Regions from separate parts of the Hordeum vulgare genome. Here region 1 is linked to region 2. Evidence: chromatin contacts called from public Hi-C data. All regions are on one chromosome and are shown on one strand. Each heading gives the region's core, a stretch centred on a gene start, on an enhancer-like site or on the middle of the called end of the contact. The rest is flanking DNA. Distances are from core to core; before and after follow the strand shown.

The links. Hi-C and Micro-C count contacts between places; a contact is called where the count stands out from the background.
Region 1: a Hi-C map of leaf shows a contact between it and region 2, with 4 times the contacts expected there. The contact joins the promoter of LOC123446700 here to the enhancer-like site in region 2. A contact is called at or near these places in 2 of 6 Hi-C or Micro-C datasets (leaf and seedling).

Annotation. Positions count from the first base shown.
Region 1 is chr4H:501,225,301-501,231,593 of MorexV3_pseudomolecules_assembly, reverse strand. LOC123446700 (IRK-interacting protein-like) reads left to right here and starts at 4,135. Exons shown (of 2, transcript XM_045123257.1): 1 at 4,135-4,655; 2 at 4,768-6,116. The coding sequence starts at 4,614. The coding sequence ends at 6,030.
Region 2 is chr4H:500,822,523-500,828,409 of MorexV3_pseudomolecules_assembly, reverse strand. No RefSeq gene overlaps it. Among protein-coding and RNA genes, the nearest start is that of LOC123449153, 6.9 kb to the right of the region's middle. Within about 2 kb of position 2,124, at least 2 of the 3 cell types and tissues checked have open chromatin away from gene starts, as enhancers often do. A contact at or near this core is called in leaf, where this site is marked.

The sequences.
Region 1 (6,293 bases), core at 2,886-5,385, 400 kb before region 2:
AACTTACTTGTATTCTACTCGTGCATAGAATCTATGCATAGACCTAGCTCATGAGGCCACTGTTGGGTAACGTAGTAATAATTCAAAATTTTCCTACGTGTCACCAAGATCAATCTAGGAGATGCTAGCAACGACAGAGAGAGAGTGCATCTTCATACCGTTGAAGATCGCTAAGCAGAAGCGTTGCAATGAACGCGGTTGATGGAGTCCTACTCGTGGCGATTCAAATCACGGAAAATCCGATCCAAGCGCCGAACGAACGGCGCCTCCGCGTTCAACAGACGTACATCCCGGGGACGTCTCCTCCTTCTTGATCCATCAAGGGGAAGGAAAAGTTGAGGGCTCACGACGGCGTGGTGGCGGTGGAGCTTGTTGTTCTCCGGCATGGCTTCGCCAAGCACTATGGAGGAGGAGGTGTAGGAGGGGTAGGGATGCGCCAGGTGGAAGAGATTCAGGTGTGTTGCAGCCCTCTCACCCCTCCTCTATTTATAGGGGGAAGGGGAGAGGGTGCCGACCACCTTAGATGGCCTAGGAGGGGGCGGCGGCGGCCAAGGGGGGTGGCTTGCCTCCCAAGTTGGTGGGAGGCTGCCCCCATGCCCTAGGGTTCCCAGCCCTAGGCGCCTTGGGCCCTTGGCTGGTGCGCACAAGCCCACGAGGGAGCTGGTTCCCTCCCACCTTCGGCCCACGTGGCCCTCCGGGACAGGTGGCCCCTCCTGGTGGACCCCCGGAACCCTTTCGGTGGTCCCGGTACAATACCGATAAACCCAGAAATCTTTCCGGTGACCGAAGCTGGATTCCCCATATATAAATCTTCACCTCCGGACTATTTTGGAACTCCTCGTGACCTCCCGGATCTCATCCGGGACTCCGAACAACTTTCGGTAACCACATACAATTCCTATTACAACTCTAGCGTCACCGAACCTTAAGTGTGTAGACTCTACGGGTCAAGGAACCATGCAGACATGACCGAGACACCTCTCCGGGCAATAACCAATAGCGGGATCTTGATACCCATATTGGCTCCCATATGTTCCATGATGATCTCATCGGATGAACCTTGATGTTGGGGATTCACTTAATCCCGTATACAATTCCCTTTGTCTATCGGTATGATACTTGCCCGAGATTCAACCGTCGGTATCCCTATACCTTGTTCAATCTCGTTATTGACAAGTCTCTTTACTCGTTCCGTAATACATTATCCTGTGGCAAACTCCTTTATCACATTGAGCTCATTATGATGATGTATTATCGAGTGGGCCCAGAGATACCTCTTCGTCATACAGAGTGACAAATCACAATCTCGATTTGTACCAACCCAACAGATACTTTCGGGTATATCTGTAGTGCACCTTTATAGTCACCTAGTTACGTTGTGACGTTTGATACACCCAAAACATTCCTACGGTATCCGGAAGTTGCACAATCTCATGGTCTAAGGAAATGATACTAGACATTAGAAAAGCGCTAGCAAACGAACTACACGATCTTGTGCTATGCTTAGGATTGAGTCTTGTCCATCACATCATTCTCCTAATGATGTGATCCCGTTATCAACGACATCCAATGTCCATGGTCAGAAAACCATAAACATCTATTGATCAACGAGCTAGTCAACTAGAGGCTCACTAGGGACATGGTGTGGTCTATGTATTCACACATGTATTACGGTTTCCGGTTAATACAATTAAAGCATGAACAATAGGCAATTACCATGAACAAGGAAATATAATAATAACCATTTCATTATTGCTTCTAGGGCATATTTTCAACAGTTGAACCATTTGAATATGTACGCCCCATTACAACACACATGGACAATTAACTATTTAAGATAAGATTGATGTTGAACCATTTGAAATGTCCAACTATGACAGAAAACCGAGTGGGAAGGGGAGGGCCCGGTGGGAAAATGAAAGGGTGTGTCGTGGGTTCTTTTTGGGACCTTGTGTTGGAGATAACATCGCAAATAGTTCGGACGAATATATTTCTCCTCCATATATGGGCTGAATTTGAGAAACCCAGACACCATACGGTTAAAATTTTGGGAGCTTGTTGGGTGTCGTTCGATGTCCCGACACATTGAGACATATGAGGGAGGAGCAAGTTTCGACCTTGAGACACAATTTTTGATTAATATATATGTGTTGTAGGTCGTAACAAGGCACAAACGTTCTACTAGTTGACAGAAGTTTGTACTCCTATATGACAGTGTATAGACCGGCAGTGGCTATGGAAGGATTGTGGGGGATGACAGACGGTTGGTGATGACTGCCTGTTTATTTATGGTCTCGTGTTCTATATACGCATGTCGGACATGCAGCCTGTTTGTATTTCATATTATTGCTCGATCGATCGTGTGATCCTACATTCCCTGTGTCCTGATCACACAGCTGAACTATGTGCCGAATTCCCACACGACTCAACTGCTACTGGATCAACGAACAGTGGTCGATGGACCGATCGTTCGGCGCCGCTCCAGAGCGACTGCAACTCCGCGAGTACTCCGAATCGTACGCCTCCTTTCGTCGTCCGGCCGCGCCACTTACATCATTAACTCCGGCGGTTCGGTTGGCGCCTGGTACGATCGACCACACCAAACTCTGTGCGGCACGACGCGCACGGGGCTGTACGTCGCCGCGCGGCCATGCGGAGCCATGGCACCGCGCCTCGCCGTTCGGCCCATGCGGTTCGGTTGGGGATGTAGGAGTACGTCAGTTCAACCCGGCACAACGGTGGCATGCGCCTCCCACTCTCCCGGTTCCAGGCAAATGGGAAGGGCGGCACAGGCAGGCACGGCCAACTAATTTGCCCGGATCTCGTCGCTGCTTTGAATTCTGATCGTCCGGCCTGCCAGTGATCCGCTTGAATTTGCAGCTGGTCGTCCTGCATGCTGCCAGTCCTTCCTCGATGCACGCCTTGGCGCGCGGTTGTTGGTCGGGGTTGATCGGCGCGTACTGTAGTCCGTAGCTATCTCTACATAATGTGATGCGAACGGTTGTGGTTGTGGGCGTACATGCATGCACGCGTGGTGCCAGCCGGCCGGTACCGCGGTACTATTTGCTGTCCATCCGTATGCAGCGCTAGCAATCTCTGTCTTATTTTTTGTAGAGGATCCACGTCCCTGTCGCCTCGCCATGCATATGGAGGGGAGATGCGGACGAGCATTGGTGACCGAGAGAGCTTTTGTGGACGACCATACGGAGGTTGAGGTTGTTGATCAGCATGCCGTAACGTGCATCCCCGCCACTTTGATCCACCACCGTCCTTTTATACCCCCCAAAGACTCCTGAACCCGATATATTGTCTCGTCCAGGGTCATGCCGTCATGGACTCATGGTGCAGTTAACTTCAAATTTAAGGCGAACCCCATTTGATTCTTGGACCGGGTCAGTGCTGTCTAGTTCAAGGTCACGCCGTCACGGCAAGAACCAGTCGAAACCGAGGTGCTGGTCTCGTTACCTTGACGCACCTCACCTGCAAAGTCCACTGCCGGTTTAATTCGCGAAAACTACAGCTTCCCCGTCGCAATCTTTCTCCCACAGATCTAATGCTGCTACACTACACTACAATCCAATTGTTCGATCAAATCAGTTTAAACTCCTGTGGCGGGCACAGCGGCACGAGGAGACTGGTTTCGTCGCGAGTACGATCCAAGCGATGGCGGATCTCAAGCCTGAGGCTCTGAGCTCGGTGGCCATGGGCTGGGCTGGTCCTCCGGCCTAAGCGAGCAGGGGTTCTTTGACTTCAAAATCGCAGGCGGAGTAGCACCTCGCCTGGAGGCACCTCGCGAAAGTCACCAGCCGGCAGACGTCGTCGCAGCTGCAGTGACGCAACAAGTGACAAGAGGCGGGAAAGGGTCGATCGGCGCCTCTCCACTCCACTGTATGTCATCAGGCTCAGGAGGACGGAATCCACCGCATTCAGTTCCACGCACGGGACTCGGGGTCGCGCCACGATTCTGGATTCATTGGCAGCATGTTGGAGAGTGCGGGGCGGTCCAGCAGATGGGTCGACGTCCGGATTTATGGTGTCCTCCCTACCCAACCTGCCGTGCCGACTGCCCTTAATGTGCCCGCTCAAAAACTCATGATACGTACGAGTATTTGCGCAGTGAATACAACACGTGTATCTCCTCTCATGAGATGCAAAATCTGAGAGAAGAGGCCCTTCAGAAAAATATATCTGAGAAGAGGAGGAGAGGAGAGCGATAAATGGAGATCGAGAGAGAGGAACAATGCAGGGAGGGAGAGATGGTCCAGACGGGGTGTGGGAAGCATTAAACGCACCAACGACCCGAACTGACGGGCATTCATGTCCCGCGTCGTCCTGCCTGCCTGCGTCTAGGCTGAGCCCTCGTTCCCTTCCCCGTGAAGTAGCGAAGACTGCAAGAAAAGACGTCGTCCCACGTACACGCACAGTAGAGGCTACAGACGCAAGCAACCAACACGGCGCACCACAGCAAGCACAGCACTGAGCACTGTCGCCTCGCCAGCCGCCACCACCGCAAGGCAAAAGCCACCCTCCCTACGCTAGCGTCCGACCACCGCAAATCCCAACCGAACAAAAGGCCATTCTTCTCCGTAGACGCTAGCGTTCGATCCGCAGCCATGGTGTCCTCCCCGTCCCCTTCCCCTACCTCCACTTCTGCGGTGAGTTCTTACGATATGCATGTATGCCTCTGTTCGTCGAGTTGGGTCGTGGATGCTCCTTTCTTGCTTGCTTGCTTGCTTCAGAGCTGCAATGCTAAGCGGTAATCATCAGGTATCCGAGACCAAGCGGCACGCCGGCGTCGCGACGACGGCCTCGGAGAAGCTGGACCAGAAGTACGCGCACTCCGCGACGCCGCTCCACGGGCATGGTGGTGGTGGTGGCGCCAAGAAGACGCCGCGGCGGGGGAGGAGCGAAGGCGGCGCCGCCGACTCGGCGGCCTATGTCGCGGCGGTGTCCTGCTCCGACTGCCGCTTCAAGCAGCGCGCCCTGGCGCCGGCGTCGCCAGGGGCCGTTATCCGCTCGCTGTTCGTCTCCCTCACCCGACGCTCCACCCCGCGCTCCTCGCCGTCTCCGACGTCGGCCTCGGAAGGCGACGCGGGTGAGGGCGAGCAGTGGCGCCTGGCCGCGGCCGACCTCTCGCGGCGGCTCGCCGCGGCCACGCGGACGCGGGACGACGCGGTGGAGGAGACCTCGCGGCTGAAGCAGTCCCTCGCCGAGCTGGAGCTCAAGCTCGCGCGCCTCGAGGCCCGCGTGCTCCCCACGCCGGCCGCCGCCGTCTTCCCCGTCGAGTCGTTCCTCCGCGCCGTCTCCACGGCGCGCGCCACCGTGCGGAACCTCACGCGCGCGCTCTCCACCCACCTGCGCAGCCCCGCGAGCCCCGGCCCCAACCTCGAGAGCTTCCTGAACCGCGCCTTCCACGCGGACTTCGAGCTGGACACCGACGGCGACGTCCACACCGCGGACCCAGCGGGCCGGTGCGAGGCCAACCTCGCGGCGTACCACGCCGTGGCGGCGCTGACCTGGGAGGAGGTGCTCATCCACGGGACGAAGCACTACAGCGACGGGCTGAGCCGTTTCTGCGACGCCAAGATGAGCGAGGTGGTGTCGTCCCTCGGGTGGGCGCGCGCGCGCCCGTGGCCGGAGCCGCTGCTGCAGGCCTTCTTCCTGGCGGCCAAGGGCGTGTGGGGGGTGCGCCTCCTGGCGCGGTCCGTGCACCCGCCGCTGCCCGTCGTGCGCGTCGACCGCGGCGCGCGCTTCGACTCGCGGTTCATGGAGGACGCCGCGGCCTCGCGCGCCGGGCGGCTGGAGCCGGCCAGCGTGAAGATGATGGTGGCGCCGGGGTTCCACGTATACGTCGCCGGCGCCGGCGTGGTGAAGTGCAAGGTCGTGTGCTTCTACAACAACAGCCGCACCGGCAGCCACATAATTGGCGGGAGCAGCGCCAACGGCGGCGAGGGGTTGGGGAGTAGCTGTACCGATATGAATGGTGGCGGTACGGATGCGGTGAAGAGCTGTCAGAGTAGCAGGGTATAGTCAAAAAAAAAAACACGAGGACGGATTTTACTTGTGTGGTAAAAACAGGGTTTGCATTCAATTGATGTGTGAATATGGGGTGTTAATTCCGCTCTTGTGATTCAGATTTATTTGATCTCGAACGACATTTCTGCGTTCAGCCTGAAGTGAAGTGATCATCTTTTGGTTCGCTGCTGCACAAGCTACACCGTCATGACGGCAGCCGCGCAAGCCCGAGACAAAATCTGATAATTGTTGATTGGACCTTCCAACGATCTTGACTG
Region 2 (5,887 bases), core at 875-3,374:
GATATGCCGATAATCAAATAGGGTTTGCATGATCGTGTTTTGGGACATAATTGCGTGGTCGAGATGAGCATGTATACCATCACGACGGTGGCACACAAGACGCAAGTCCACCAAGTCAAAGCTGAGATAGGAAAGGCTTCGTATGGATGCGAACAGGTGCTTCGGCGAAATCACTAAATAGGTAGGGGGTACTTCTTGCAAAGATCACTCTCGCCTCGTGTGATCATGACAAGTGGCGCATTGCATGTGTGGCATTTGTCACAACATAGGAGTTTGTTGGGATTTTCTTCTCACATACGGGAGTCATGCATTGTTTTATTTGTTTTTCCTTCATATATTCACTTTTAGGTTTTATCTTTTGAACTATGCATCCAACTCATAAATCATTTTCATCATTGTATTTCCCGTATCAAGATGTTCGATTCTAGATTTCATGTTGATAGGTTTCGACGATCTTATTTTTGATAATTATGTGCTTCCAGCTTGCACTTATTTGTGCTTCCAACTTCTGCTAATCCGTGCTTTCAAGTAAACTAACTTGCATGGTGTGTATTTCACACGAAAACACATCTATTATTCACTTTTGAGGAAGCACAAAAGCACAACTCTGTTGCGCACAGAAAAGTTAAAGTCAAAAGGGAAAAAATCAAGACTGAAAAAAAATACACAAAAGAGGAAACCAAGAAAAAAAACAGAAACCAAAAAACGCCAAACCTTGGAATCCAAAAAAAGAAACCAAGAAAAACACAAACTGAAAAAAATCATGGAAGCACAATTATGCTTTATCCGGAAACACGATTGTACTTTGCTTTTTGAGAAACACGTATTATTCTCCCATGAAACATAATTATATTTCATGCATAAGTATTCCCTCTGTTTCTAAATATAAGTCTTTTAAAAAAATTCACTGAATAACTACATACGAAGCAAAATAGATGAATCTACACTTTAAAATATTTCTATATACATACGAATGTAGTCCTTTATTGAAATATTTAAAAAAACTTATATTTAAGAACGGAGGGAGTACAATTGTGTTTCACTTCCGGAGAAGCACAGAAACAGAACTATGGAAGCACAATCCCGTCTCACGAGAAAAATAAACTAGTTGCTCCGATACTCCGGTGCTCCGCGCAACTGATATGTATCGCACGTTGCAATACGTATCACACCGTCGCCCACGCTAGTCGAACATGGGCTAAGGCTCAGGAAAGTATTTTTCTGGTTGATTTCCACATTATTATTTTTTCTTCTCTTTATTGCTTCTCTGGTCACTTTTTTGTTCTCTTTTTAATTATTTTCTGTTGCTTTTGTTATTTTTACTTTTCACTTCCTTTTACTTTTTGAAAAATCATAGAATATCTATTCAAATTCACAAATTTTGCAAATTCACAAATATTTCTTCTATGTGTTTATTCTGTCCGATTTTCTGTTTTTCCTTTCTTTTCTCTTTGATATTGTTTCTAAATAAAATATTCATTGTGCATTAAAAAAATCAGTACGTACTAGGAAAACAATCTACAATATATAAAAAATCACCATACATTTTTATGGAGTTCACTGTATATAAAAAGTCATTGTATATTTAAAAAAGGTTTAGTATGTATTGATAAATTTTTCATTGTATACTAAAAAGTGCTCATTGTATATTAAAATGTTGTTCAATATGTATTTATAGAATGTTCAGTATATTTTAAATTTGTTCCGAATGTATTTAAAAATATTCATTGTATATAAAAATTGTTCAGCGTATATTAAAATGTTTATTGTGTATTTAAAAATGTTAACCATATATTGGAAATGAGAAGAGAAAACTATATAAAAAGGGAAAGTTATTTAAAAATCAATAGAAAACCAAAAAACATCATAAATGGAAGAGAAAATAAAATTAAATTAAAACGTAGTGCATACGCTAGGCTCTAGGAGCTACCTATACGGACGGGCCGGTCCAAATTGACCGATGGGGGGACGAGCTATGTGAGCAACACACGTCGTAGCAATCGCTATTAGCGACACATGACCATACGTGCCCCGGCTGTCTTTCCTAACTTGTAAGCTTATACGTACAACACACGTCTAAAACCTTTTTCTTTAGCAGAATCCCATAAGATCATCTCACCCTCAGCATCCTCCCTCATGACAAAGGACGCATCCATGTTAAGTTTGGCCCATCCATCCATTGGCTTAGTCCACCGTTGTACGGAAAATCCTATTTGCCGCTCTGTGCGAAGCGGTGTCGAGGCTTCGCACAGAGCGGGAGGGGAATCAGTCTGACCCGGTAGCGGCGCTTCAGTGTCTGGTTTTGGAACCTTCTAGAGGTTCTCAGCCGGTTTTTTTCAGTTTGGGAAACTTCTAGAAGGTCTCATTAGCTGTTTTTTTTTCTTTTTCATTTTATTTATTCTTTCTGTTTCTTTTTTCTTTTCTGTTTCTGTTTCCAAAAATATTCCGTATTTTCAAAAAATATTATTGGAATTTCAAAAAATGTTCTATATTTTATGAAAATTGCTCTTGGTTTCAAAATTTGTTCTTAAGATTCAAAATATTCTCAGTTTTAAAACAATTCTTAAGATTCAAAAAAAGGACGTGCTTAAAAAATTGTTTGCGCTTCCAAAGTTATTCGGGTTTTTTCAAAATTGTTCTCTGTTTCAAAATTTGCTCTTCAAATTCAAAAAAGTCCGTGCTTTAAAAATTTGTTCGTGCTTCCAAATTTCTTTGGGATTTTTGAAATTTGTTTTCTGTTTCAAAATTTGTTCTCAAGATTCAAAAAATATTCGTGCTTCAAAAAATTGTTTACGCTTCCAAATTTGTTCACGATTTTTCAAAATTGTTCTATGTTTCAAAAAAAAATCTTCAACTTCAAAAATGTTCGTGGTTTAAAAATTTCCTTGTGCTTTCAATTTGTTTGTTTTTTTTCAAAATTGTTCTCCTTTTAAAATTTTGTTCTCAAGATTCAAAAATGTCCGTGCTTTAAATAATTGTTTGTGCTCACAAATTTGTTAATGTTTTTTTAAAGTTGTTCTTGGTTTTACTTTTTTTATCCATTTCAAAATGTCCGTGCCTTCGAATTTGTTCTCCTTTTCAAAAGTTTGTTCACAAGATTCAAAAAAAAATTGTGCTTCCAAATTTGTTCCTTTTTAAAAAATTGTTCTCGGTTTCAAAATTTGTTCCCAAAACTCAAAAAATGTTTGCGCTTAAAAATTTCGTCACGCTTTCAAATTTGTTTGGGGTATTTCAAAATTTTGTTCTCAAGATTAAAAAAAAATTGCACTTCTAAATTTGTTCACTTTTTTTAAATTGTTCTTGGTTTTAAAATCTGTTCTCAAAATTCAAAAAATGTGCATGCTTTCAAAATTTGTTTGCGCTTTAAAATTTGTTCGGGGTTTTCCAAATTTTTGTTATCAAGATTCAAAAAATATTCATGCTTCCAAAAAAATTCATGTTTTTGAAAATTATTCTCGGTTTCCAAATTTGTTCTCAAAATTTATTTATGTTTTAGAAAGTTGTTTGCGGTTTCTAATTTGTTTTTGGTTTTTCAAAATTGTTTTTTTTTCAAAACTTTGTTCTCAAGTTTTAAAAATATTTGTGCTTTAAAAAATTGTTCGCAATTCCAAATTTGTTCATGTTTTTTAAAAATTGTTGTTCAAATTCGAAAAGTGTGTTTGTTTCAAATAAAAAAGAAAAAGAAGGAAGAAAGAAAAACAAACAAAAATGAAAATAAACAGAAAAGGAAAAAATAACAGAAAAAAAAGAAATTAAACTGGGTCGGCCCAATCGGTTCGCCCCATGTGCGGCGCAGGGGCTGCCGCAATGAGGGACAGGTAGGAGCTCCCCCGTTGTACCACTTCCATGTCCCTCCTAGGAGCCTGAATTCGTTTAAAGGATACATAAGTTTTCCTCTTTACCGGGTCCACATGTGCATTAGTTTTGTAGGCCAGTACCGACTCCGTGTAGGTCTGAAGAAATCTGACCGAGACTTCCATTGAAGGCGCATGTTTTTCACGAACCACGTCATCAAGTTCTAGATGTAAACACCTGCAACAGCCATTCCTTACCACAATTTTCAAAGGTCTGAATGTCCGGGAGCCCCCACAAGTTGGCCATTCTTAGGTACAGATCCCGCCTGTACTGACATCGTACGAAAGGGTGGAAATTATCTTCCTCCTCCACTCTACACACTGGATATCTGCTCGTGAGCTCAAGGGCAATTTTGTTGCCATTCTTCAACCAAAAAAATTAACTGTAGGCAGCGCTCCACACTTCCATATAAAGTCCCAACAACCCTGGCGTCCAGACGGTGCCGAACTGGTTGAGACCGCACTCCCTCTATGCAACTCATCAACACGTCTCAAACCTTGACCAATAAGATTCACACAAATACAAAATACTCCTAAGTGTTAAAAAAAGTACTTCCTTTATTAAGAAATATAAGAGAATATAAGAGTGATCTAAACGCTCTTATCTCTTTAGATAAAAGGTATTCCCTTCGTTCTTAAATACAAGTCTTTTAAGAAATTCCATTATGAACTACATACGGAGCAAAATGAGTGAATCTACAATCTAAAATATGTGTATATACATTCGTATGTAGTCTATAATATAATATCTAAAACGTTTTATATTTAAAAATGAAGTAAGTATATGTTAAATGAAAACACAATTCTGTGGTGTCACTCAAGTTGCATTTGAAAGCTAACACACTGTTGTCATCATGTTGTTGCATGCAGACAACAATATAAGTTATTCTATCCATTAGGTGTTGTTGTTAAATAAGATTAGTCACCGTGATTAAAAAACAACCTCACATAAAAGTACCAATGCGAGTGAGCCAATATTGTAAAATCTTAACACCAAAAAATATTATTAAGGCATGTAATGTTTGTTACAACTGCTATTGCCAACAAAAAGTAACTATCACTAAAATTTATTGGAATCGACTAAATCCTCTTCACTAATGAAATGAATGATAATGGAAATATCATCAATCGAGGTCATCTTGAACTGGAGAGTGCCTAGTCCACAGTTTATCAATGTATACTGCATCGAAGAAGCCCCTGCACCTACATTAATGGTTTGTCCACGACTCTTTCAGTAAAGAAAACACAAGAACATATATAAAACTTTACATTTATGTCAGATCTACAAAATCATAATCTTACATTCAGGAAATGCGTGCAATTGCATAATGATTTAGAGAATGGTTAAAAAAATAAATCACGAAAAGTATTTCTGCAACTGAGTGTATAGTTATTTGCCTTTTGGAACTTAATCAATGGTAACTGAAAGTCTGAAAGCAGGTTTACCAAGTGTTTAATATTATTTTAAATGTTTTCATCTATGACGAGACGTCTTTCTTTTTTTTAGAAAAGGAGGATGACCCCCGGTATCTGCATCTGAAAGATACATGCGGCAATTTTATTGATTATTCTCGAGGACCTTAAAAAAATAGCACAACAATATGTCTGAATCCACCATCTTGGCAACATCTGCCGCTACTCCTATCCATATGATGAAGGGGTGCAAGCTGGACCAAATACCCAGACCTCTCACATAAGCCTAACATTTAAAATCGAAGGCCTCGACCGAGCCACATACCGGGTCCGGGGCACAAAACCGTCCAACGCACTCACATGTGTCGTCGCCGCCATCTTTCACTGATTCATCTTCAGATCAGATTAAGGTACCAACCTTGGCAGGTGCCTCCGCCATCGACGCCACCATGACGCCAAACGACGACCTTCATCTACGCGAGTCCATCTCCAAGCAACGGATGCAGATACATGCTAGGATAGGGCCGCACCACCGCCGTCGCCCACCACCCACAAGCGCCACCCATCCCCAAGGTTCCCAAAGCGGCGCCTTCAAGAAGGGAACGGCGCCGTGAGCACCG